Regions from separate parts of the Sus scrofa genome. Here region 1 is linked to region 2. Evidence: chromatin contacts called from public Hi-C data. All regions are on one chromosome and are shown on one strand. Each heading gives the region's core, a stretch centred on a gene start, on an enhancer-like site or on the middle of the called end of the contact. The rest is flanking DNA. Distances are from core to core; before and after follow the strand shown. Region 1 holds the start of CHD9 (chromodomain-helicase-DNA-binding protein 9). Region 2 overlaps CHD9 (chromodomain-helicase-DNA-binding protein 9).

What was found. Hi-C and Micro-C count contacts between places; a contact is called where the count stands out from the background.
Region 1: a Hi-C map of mesenteric adipose tissue shows a contact between it and region 2, with 2.1 times the contacts expected there. The contact joins the promoter of CHD9 here to the enhancer-like site in region 2. A contact is called at or near these places in 1 of 5 promoter capture datasets (liver), 13 of 47 Hi-C or Micro-C datasets (adipocytes, brain, embryonic fibroblasts and 9 more) and 2 of 2 datasets of contacts at active chromatin or transcription factors (alveolar macrophages and skeletal muscle).

What each region holds. Positions count from the first base shown.
Region 1 is chr6:32,068,905-32,074,291 of Sscrofa11.1, forward strand. It overlaps CHD9 (chromodomain-helicase-DNA-binding protein 9), which reads right to left and starts at 3,071. Exons shown (of 40, transcript XM_021094174.1): 1 at 2,948-3,071.
Region 2 is chr6:31,921,994-31,927,291 of Sscrofa11.1, forward strand. The region is part of intron 3 of CHD9 (chromodomain-helicase-DNA-binding protein 9); the gene reads right to left. Among named protein-coding and RNA genes, the nearest start is that of RBL2, 120 kb to the left of the region's middle. Within about 2 kb of position 2,143, at least 2 of the 83 cell types and tissues checked have an H3K27ac peak or open chromatin away from gene starts, as enhancers often do. A contact at or near this core is called in alveolar macrophages and mesenteric adipose tissue, where this site is marked.

The sequences.
Region 1 (5,387 bases), core at 1,821-4,320, 150 kb after region 2:
TCTTGGCTACCTCTGGGCCTTTGCACATGCTGCCTTTTTTTTTTTGCCTGAAACACCTTTTTTCTCATCCCCCCTCTCCACTGCCCCTTGGCTTGGCTGCTTCTCAGCCTTTCTGACCCCCAATCCAAGACAGGCCCCTTCTGGATGCTGCTCCATCTTTATGCTTGATTTTCTCATCCCACGTGTAGCAATGTCTAATTATAGTCAATTAAAAATATTTTTTATTATTATCATTTTTTGCTTTTCAGGGCCACACCAGCAGCACATGGAGGCTTCCAGGGTGGGGGTCAAGTCGGAGCTGAAGCTGCCAGCCTACACCACAGCCACAACAATGTGGGATCCGAGCTGCATCTGTGACCTATACACCACAGCCCATGGCAAAGCTGGATCTCCAACCCACCGAGCAAGGCCAGGGATCGAACCCACAGCCCCATGGTAGTCAGATTCTTTTCTGCTTCGCCACAACAGGAACTCCCAATTATAGTTAATTCTCATCTTCGTAGTGGTTATGTTCTATAAAGTTGCCATGAACACGGAATTAGCAAATACGGAACCTTTGCTCCTAAGGGAAAAACCTAAGGTTAGGTTTCTGTAAGCCTCTGGTCCCATTTTCATCAACAGATTGATATGTAACCTTGTTTTATGTGTGTTTCTGTTTCAAGACCCCTTATTTAAATATGTACTGTTGAGTAAATCAACTATAATTAAAAAACTTTTGTAAAATAAATATATGCCATTGATTCGTTCACAATGAATTCACAGCCAGTACCACTACAACCCATGCCTGAACAAAGCGTATCTAACATGCATTTTCTCTATAAGGCACATGGCAGCCTTCATGTGCTTAAGGGTGCTAGACACTATATTCGGGGGTGATTTTTAAACAGCAAAATCACCAACACGAAGCACAAAAATGCAAAACGAAACAAAACAAAAAACCATGGCACTAAACAGACCACAAAAAGGACGCTTGTTTATAGTTCTCGGAGCTGAAACAAGAAGGCAGAGTGACATCTTGTTTTGATCTCAGCTGGGAACATGTGTGTTGGCAACTGAAATTTTTGGCCACACTGTTCACATCCATGTATGACCATGAAAAGTGCTACAGATACTGATTTGGGGGTTACAAATAAATTTGAGTGAGTGGGAGAATTGGTAAATACACAATCTGCAAATAATAAGAACCTACTGTACTTTCTTCTCATTTCTCTCATTTGCTAGTGTGTAAGTACACTGGGGGCTGGTTCACCTCTTACCACTTTATCTCTAGCATCTGGAAAATTGCCTGGTACATAGTAGGCCCTCAGTAATCAGTACCGTTTATGAACGCATGAGTCAGTTCAGCGAAAGTGCTTTGGCAGAAATGACAGCTAGTGTTTACGGAGGAGACACTATAAGCTGCCCTGTGTGAAGTGCTTTTTCTATGTTCTCTCCATCAATAAGGGAAACAGCAGATTATTGCACTTTTTTTTGGTCTTTTTTGTCTTTTTAGGGCTGCACCCGTGGCATATGGAGGTTCCCAGGCTAGGGGTTGAATCGGAGCTACAGCTGCCGGCCTACACCACAGCTATAGCAGCTTGGGATCTGAGCCACATCTGTGACCTACACCACAGCTCACAGCAATGCCAGATTCTTAATCCACTGAGCGAGGCCAGGGATTGAACCTGTGTCCTCATGGATGCTAGTCAGATTTGTTTCGGCTGAGCCATAAAGGGAACGCCCAGATTATTTTACTTTTGCCAGGGGCTCTGGAATCAGACTGCCTGGGTTCAAACACAGGGTCTGCCTCTTATTATTTAACCCTGAGCAAGTCTCTTGGCCTCTCTGAGCACCGGCTCCTCAGCTATGGTGAGGAGTCAGTGTGGCAATGCAGAGAAAGTATTTAGCACAGTGGCCGGCACAAGCAGACCCTGGCGGTCAATCATTCCCACAGCAACTCTCAGACCTTTCTGCTCCACTCCCATTTTGCAGATGAAGAAACTCAGGCGAGGAGTGGATCCATGAGTTTTTCAAGGGTCATCCAGCCCAGGAAGGGCTGGCTCTGGGGACTCCAAGCCCATGCTCACAACCGCTTTGCTGTATGCGCAGCATTTACTAAAATTATAATGGCAGCTCCAGGAGGCCCCCTGAACTTCCTGTGGGATCAGGATAAGGAGAACCCCCCCCCCGCAAGAGTCTTCTTTCATATTCTACATCTGTGTCTTTCTGTTCCCTGTCCACTTTCAAGTTCAACCTCTTTAGAACCAGCCCTGTGGGGAGGGAGGATGTTGGTTTGTTATCTTGGGTTTGACAGCTCAAAGGAGATGTTTCCTGTCAAAGGCATGCTGAAGAAGGAGGAGGAGAAGCAGCAGCAGCATTCTTCGCTGCAACAACTGTCGGCCGCTTTATTTTCTACAATCTTTTTAGATCAAGGGTCCTTAGACTTGATGGCTAGTTGGAATCTCCTGGGAAGCTTTAAATTTCCAGATGCCCAGGCCCCAACTCAGACCACTTACATCTGAGTCTCGGAGGAGGGTGGGGTGAGAGGGAAACGGGGCATCAGTATTTTTCAGTGCTTCCCAAGCGACTCCAACGTGCAGGCAAGTTTGAGAAATGGTGTTTTGGATCTAATGTGCACTCAGCTCCAACGCTGCAGTCGCTTTGGGTAACAGAAACTCTTTTTTTTTTTTTTTTTCCTCCTAGGACTGGCTGTTCGGGAATCTGAGCAGGCTTTCCAGAGGCACCGGCTAGTGGAGGATGTGTGTGTGCGAGAGACCCGGGGTCCTGCTCTGCCTCTAGGCCTGGCTTGGAGATGCCGGGTCTCCGGGTTCCCGCAGGCACCCACACGTGCGGCCGCGGCGACGAGTCTGGTCATCTGCGGAGACGGCCAGCGGGGCTCGGCGGCCGCCACGCTGCCCACCCCAACCACAGAGGTTCGCAGGAGACGCCCGGGGCTCAGGAATCTTACCTTGGCTGCCGGCGCTGCCCTCCAGTTCCCGGAATCCTGGGACTCGGGTTCGATCTGTCGCCGGGCTCGGCGGTCGCTCTCGTCTGCGCCGGAGAGGCGCCCACCAAGAGCTCAGGCGCCACCTAGTGGGCGAGGGGCGGCCGCGCAGGGAATCGGTTGGGAGGTGGGAGCGCAGGCGGATTCAGGCGGAAATGCAGCCCGGGCTTCCCACGTGGGCGGTTTTCCAACAAGCTGCGCACCCCGGGCACACATCCCGGCTGGGTGGGACGGCCTTCACTCCCTGAAGGGCGCTAGGACCTGAACTTGCTGAACTTTCTGTTGGGAGCTCGGAGGGGCAGCCAGACCCTGGCTGCTGGCCTGAGAGCCATCCTGGGATTTTCCTGGCCCGACTCGGGGATCTTAGCCTTTCATCCAGAAGCTTTTCAATTTGGCATAGCCTGCCCTTTAAATATGCTGGGAACATCAGAAGATGCAAGGGACCTGGGTTTCTCTCAAGGCCGGGAGGCCTTTTCTCTACTTCTCTACTAGTAACCCTCTTTTGGCCCTGCCTAACCCCCCTCCACTGCCGCCACCCCCCGTCCCCGCCCCAGCCGTTGCCTTCCTTCCCGGTTCCCTCCAGTCTCTTTGGCTGAACTTCATTAATCGCCCAGTCTGTGTCACATTCTGTAGAGTCTGGAGACACAGGTCCCTTAGGAATTGGCAAGTTGATGTTTATGTTTCTGAACCGGATGCCATTGACATTTTTTTTGGTTGGGGCCATCCTGGCACTGCAGGGCATTTAAGACCCCTAGAATAGCCACCCTTTAGTCACCGAGACAACTAAAACCAACATTTCATATTTCCAATTGTCTCCAGGGTTGGAGGAGCACTGCCCTTGACTGAGCACCTATTAATTGGTTCTCAAGGTCAGGAAGATGGTGGATTATTTTAAATGTGTACATTTCATTTATTTCTTCCTTCAATAAATGTTAACTGAGCACCTACTATGTGCCGCTTTCCTATGCACAAGGGTTATGACGCAGACTTAAGCACCTCAGAATCTCTGCCTTTGTTGAATTCACATTTATGTAACACTTATTAACACTTATTTTTTATTAATTTTTTAGTGATTTTTATTTTTTCCATTATAGATGGTTTACAGTGTCCTGTCAGTTTTCTACTGTACAGCACAGTGATCCAGTCTCTCTCTCTCTCTCTCTCTCTCACACACACACACACACACATACACACACACACACACATGCATATATATACACACATTCTTTTTCTCACATTATCCTCCATCCTGCTCCATCACAAGTGATTAGATATAGTTCCCAGTGCTATACAGCAGGATCTCCTCGCTTATACATTCCATATCAACACTTTTAACACACAAAAATGCAAAGCTATGTGATTGAGTTCTTAAGTACATGATTTTTTTTTCTTTTTTGTCTTCTAGGGCCGCACCCCCAGCACATGGAGGTTCCCAGCCTAGGGGTCTAAGCGGAGCTACAGCTGCTGGCCTACACCACAGCCACAGCAATGCCAGATCCAAGCTGTGTCTGCAACTTGCACCACAGCTCACAGCAACACCAGATTCTTAACCCACTGAGCAAGGCCAAGGATCGAACCCACGACCTCATGGTTCTTAGTCAGATTCGTTAACCACTGAGCCATGATGGGAATTCTCATGATGTTTTTTTCTTTCATTTTTTAGAGTTTTATTGAGGTATAGCTGACTTACAATATTGTGCTGTGGACTTGTTTTTCAAAAATATATCAATTTTGGGAGTTCCCATCGTGGTGCAGCAGAAGCGACTCTTACCAGGAAACATGTTGCAGGTTCGGTCCCTGGCCTCGATCAGTGAGTGGGTTAAGGATCCAGCGTTGCTGTGAGCTGTGGTGTAGGTCGCAGATGTGGCTCGGATCCCGAGTTGCTGTGGCTGTGGTGTAGGCCGGTGGCTACAGCTCCGATTAGACCCCTAGCCTGGGAACCTCCATATGCCGCAGGTGTGGCCCTAAAAAAAAAAAAGACCAAAAAAACCCACCAATTTTGGAGTTCCCATAATGGTGCAGTGGAAACGAATCCAAGAACCATGAAGTCATGGGTTCGATCCCTGGTCTTGCTCAGTGGGTTAAGGATCTGGCATTGCTGTGACTCTGGTGCAGGCCAGTGGCTACAGCTCTGATTAGACCCCTAGCCTGGGAACCTCCATATGCTGTGGTGCAGCCCTCAAGAGACAAAAAGATTAAAAAAAAAATCAATTTATATGGCGCCAAAGGCAGAGAATGCCCTGGTGTTGGAGACAATTTTGCAAAAGCAGTTTCTTCTTTTAAGGCAGTTTATCTCTGCGGAGATATCTGGGGGTAAGTTCACCAGTGGAAATATTAGAGACACTTTGTGACAGAGGCCTGTGCCAACCCCTCTACCCCCATCTGCATCTACCTGCTTAATCTT
Region 2 (5,298 bases), core at 893-3,392:
TTGCTATCCATAGCCAAACCTATACACATATTTTAGACTAGTTTGTAGATGAGGACAACACTGGTGAAAGGAAAGTAGTTATTTAAAACAACTTCCTATGAAAATGGAGATCAAGGCCTGTTAATACCCTTCCACATACTGTTTTAAAAGGTGTTTTCTCAGTGTTTGGTAGGCTAAGTAAATTCTGCATGTGAAATACATATTCTGATATGGTATCTATGTGGCTGCTTAAAGACTCAAATCCCACTGAATAAAAATTTCAATGAAATCAGAAGCAAGGATATTTACATTTTTTTGTATTTATGAATGCCTATGAAGAGATTCTATTTTTCCTTTCTTGTGGTATAAAATAATGAAATGAAAACTCACTAAGTACAGTGTACTAAGATGCCTTAACATTATTTTTATAAATAAATATTGCCTAAATATTACTAAGTGCTACCAAATTAATATTAAACACCACACCTTTTGGTGGAGGGGGCGTAGGTTAGATAACCTTAGATAAACCTTTATTTTATTATTTGAAAAAATGTACTAAAAACAAAGAAAATCTCTCAAATTTTATTTTTCATATATTCTATATTTTCTTCCAATATTTTCTTTTTCTTTTCTTTTTTTTTGTCTTTTTGGGGCCACACCCACAACACATGGAGATTCCCAGGCTAGGCAGATGTCAAATCAGAGCTGTAGCTGCCAGCCTATGCCACTGTCACAGCAACAGCAACATGGGATCTGAGCCATGTCTGTGACTCACACCACAGCTCACGGCAACACTGGATCCTTAACCCACTGAGCGAGGCCAGCAAATGAACCCATGTCCTCATGGATACTAGCTGGGTTCGTTAACTGCTGAGCCACAACAGGAATTCCATCCTTCCAATATTTTCTATAGGCCTGGAATAGCAACCTATTTCATAAACTCATTAACTATTTGTAACTCATGCAAAAATATTTTTCAAATTCTAACTTTGTAAGAGATATTTCAAATATGTTTACAAAATGTTTACACATGCCCATTCTGTTAAAAAAGGGGGGGGGGTACATTTCCATGGTAGGAAAAAAGTAGATTCTAAAACTTTAAGCCATTCTTAACTGACATAATTATGAGTTAAAATACACACACACACACTATGGTTACTTACACGGAGTGCTAATTTATAGAAATAATGAAGTCATATCAGTGTATTATAAGTTCTAAAATGGTATAAAAGTGATACTACAAGGGGGAACAAACATTTAGTTGGTATTGATCAGTAATTCCTAAATGTGTGAGGCAGGCTTCATAAGGAACTTATTTGTAAAAAATACAAATTCCTGATGAGAAAAATAAGACAAACCGAATTGAGAGTCATTCTACAAAATAATTAGCCAATATGCTTCGAAATTGAAAATGTCATTAAAGACAAAGACTGATGAATTATTTCAATGTGGAGGCATGTAAATAAACATGATAACAAAATGAAATGTGGGATCCTGAACAGGATCCTGGCCAAAAAAATGGAACAATTGACACAATTTGCATGAGGTCTGTAAATAAGCTAGGATTACGTTAAGTGTTTACTTCCTGGATTTGATCATTGTGCCCGGGTTACATAAGATGCTAACATTTGAGGAAACTGGGTAACAAGCCTAAGAGAACTCTTACCTATTTTTGCAAGTGTGAGATTAGCTCAAACTAAAATCTAACAAAACAAAACCCCAGATTTGTAGGTTCCAAGTCCAGAATTCTCATCTAGTAAGTGGGACCCCAATCATACTTTAAAGAAATCCCCACCAGATTTGGGAATCAACGGCTCAAAATAATTAGTGAAGAAAACTCTTGGAACAAATATTCAAGATAATAAAACTATTTTATACTTATAGAACACTTAAAATTGCAAAGTGCATTTGTCTGCAATTTCTCAGTTGATCTGAGAAAAACTCATAGGTAGGCAAGGTAGGCATCAGTCCCACTAAACTAATAGGGAAAATTCAGCACACACACACAAAAAAAGGCCAAAAATCCTAAGTCTGGTGGAGGACAATAAAGGCCTCTTTATTCCTACTCTACTATATCCAACACACCTTACTGATTTTATTTTTTTGCCTCTTTTTTAAGGGCCACACCTGTGGCATAAGGAAGTTCCCAGACTAGGGGTAGAATCAGAGCTACAGCTACAGCTTACACCACAGTCTCAGCAACACGGAATCCCAAGCCTTGACTGCAATCTACACCACAGCTCACAGCAATGCAGGATCCTTAACCCACTGATCGAGGCTGAAGAGGCCAGGGATCAAACCCATATCCTCATAGATACCAGCAGGATTCATTTCTGCTGCGTCACAATGGGAACTCCCCTTACTGATTTTAAAATATAATGATACTATACTTCAACCCATCAATCGATATTTAATATCAATAAATATACTTTAATGAACAGAGAATGAAACTACATTATCTTTTAGAAAATTAGGGTTGAAGTTTATTGACATTCAAATGACCAGAAATTTCTACTGCCTGTACAATGACAACTGATAGCCAAAATGTCGTCTGAAGGAAATCAGATGATCCAAAAGTAGAATGATATAAAATCAGTTAAGTAAAATACCCAATTACCAAAGAACATTCCATTCTTCCATCCTGAATTACAAAGAATTCACTATATTAATTCTAAAATAAAATTTCACTTTAGATACAATCTTCAAATAGATAGTCTGCTATTTGAAACATCACCAAAGTACAGCAACAAAATAACACAGAATATATTAACCATAAAGGTTTTATACAAATTTTGTTTTTTAAAATCTTGAAGGGATCTGATATCAATTTTAGCAAAATGCAGCAACAAGTATTCAGGCACGAAGATGAACTTAAATATCAAAACATAGCTTGTTTCATGACTTCCCATGGTGGCTCAGGGGGTAACCGACTAATATCCTGAGGACATGGGTTCTACCCCTGGCACCTTGCTCAACAGGTTAAATGATCTGGCACTGCCAAGAGCTGTGGTGTAGGTCAGCAGATTCGGCTCTGATCTGGCATTACTATGGCTGTGGTGTTGGCCACCAGCTGCAGCTCAAATTCAACCCCTAGCCTGGGAACTTCCATAAGCTGCGGGTACAGCCCTAAAAAAGACCAAAAAAAAAAAAAAAAAAAAAAAAACCTTGTTTCAGGAGGGTAACTTCAAACTAAGTATAAATTTGAAATGTTAATTCGTTTGTAGAATACAAGCCCTAGAAAACCTCAGTGTTTCTACCTGAAGTTTATATTTGATTTTCAGATGTAACTCATGCACTTAACTAAATACTGCCCACAGGTTTTTAGCAGAGGCTGTGTAACAAGCTGCATTCTACACAGTGTCAATCTGTAATTGCCCCCTGTTGTTTCTCTCATTGCAATAATTGGGCAAACAATGATTACTTTTTTTTTTTTAATCTCCCCCCCACAGCATAGGGATCAAGTTACTCTTACATGTATACATTTTTCCCCCACCCTTTGTTCTGTTGCAATATGAGTATCTAGACATACTTCTCAATGCTACTCAGCAGGATCTCCTTGTAAATCTATTCTAAATTGTATCTGATAACCCCAAGCTCCCAATCCCTCCCACTTCCTCCCTCTCCCAGTAGGGCAGCCACAGGTCTATTCTCCAAGTCCATGATTTTCTTTTCTGTGGAGATGTTCATTTGTGTTGTATATTGGATTCCAGTTATAAGTGATATCATATAGTATTTGTCTTTGTCTTTCTGACTTATTTCACTCAGTATGAGAGTCTCCAGTTCCATCCATGTTGCTGCAAATGGCATTATGTCATTCTTTTTTATGGCTGAGTAGTATTCCATTGTATATATATACACCATATCTTCCTAATCCAATCATCTGTTGATGGACATTTGGGATGTTTCCATGTCCTGGCTATTGTCAATAGTGCTGCAATGAACATGCGGGTGCATGTGTCTCTTTTAAGTAGTTTCAAACATTGAGTCTTAATCCATTTATTCTATTTGCTGGAATCAACACATCCAATTTATAACTAAAGGAAACAAGCACATGTATTATTTCTCACTATAAATTTTTTTTGCATGCCCAGTGGAAGGCACTAGAGATATTTTTAAAGTCGTTAAACATGTATAATGTAACTTTTTTTTTTTTTTCTTAGAAGAAACACATTTAACTTGATGAAATTACTTCAGCTTAAAATTCAACCCAAGACTTGCTTAAACTCATCTGGAAAAAAAAGTCAAGTTTTTTTTGGATTTTATTTTATTTTATTTTTTCCACAGCCACATCTGCAGCATATGGAAGTTCACTGGCTAGTGGTCAAATCACAGCTGCAGCCAGGGCCTACGCCACAGCTATGGCAACACCAGACTGAGCTCCATCTGCTACCTATGATGCAGCTTACGGCAATACCTATCCTTAACCCACTGAGCGAGGACAGGGATCAAACCTGCATCCTCACAAAGGTAACATCGAGTCCTTAACCTGAGCCACAATGGGAACTAACAATCAAGTTTTAAAGGGATTCTTTATTTTGGTTAATCCTTATATTTATGAAAGTAAAATTATATTGTAAGCTTTTGGTAACTGGGACTATAAATCACTTCCTGTTTAAAGGTTAACTTCATTTTTTTCAAAAAGTTGAATTCACTGAGTTGTTTCATATTCACAGTCATTAATGGCCAAATATTAGCTAGGTATTAATCATAGTAAATATATTTACCAGCATAATTTAGTTCTTACTCTTTAAAAAATTCATTTTTTTTAAAGAAACTGATGTTTATGCTTAAAAATACTGACAAAATAGTAATTTAAAATCAATATCTTACTTCAGGGTCTCTAAGATACTGTTAACATCTATGAAATCAAGAAATAATCAAAGATATGCCATAGTTTTAACTGGCATTTTCTTAAATGTAAATCTTTTTTTAATTTTTGCTTTTTAGGGCCACCCTGCAGCTTAAACGGAAGTTCCCAGGCTATGGGTCGAATTGCAGCTTACACCAGAGTCCCAGCAATGCGGGATCCAAGCTGCATCTGCGACGTATACCACAGCTCATGGCAATGCTGGACCCTTAACCCAACTAAGGAGGCCAGGGATTCAACCCACATCCTCATGAATACTAGTTGGGCTCATTACCACAGAGCCACAAGGGGAAGCCCGTAAATGTAAATCTTAACTAAATTCATAATGTATACAGCAATTCTTTCAGAGGAGTATGGTTCAGATTTTCAGTGAATTTAAGTTTATACATAAGGAGTGATATAAATAAAACATTTTACTTCCTTGACATTTAAAAATTTATAGAACTTACATA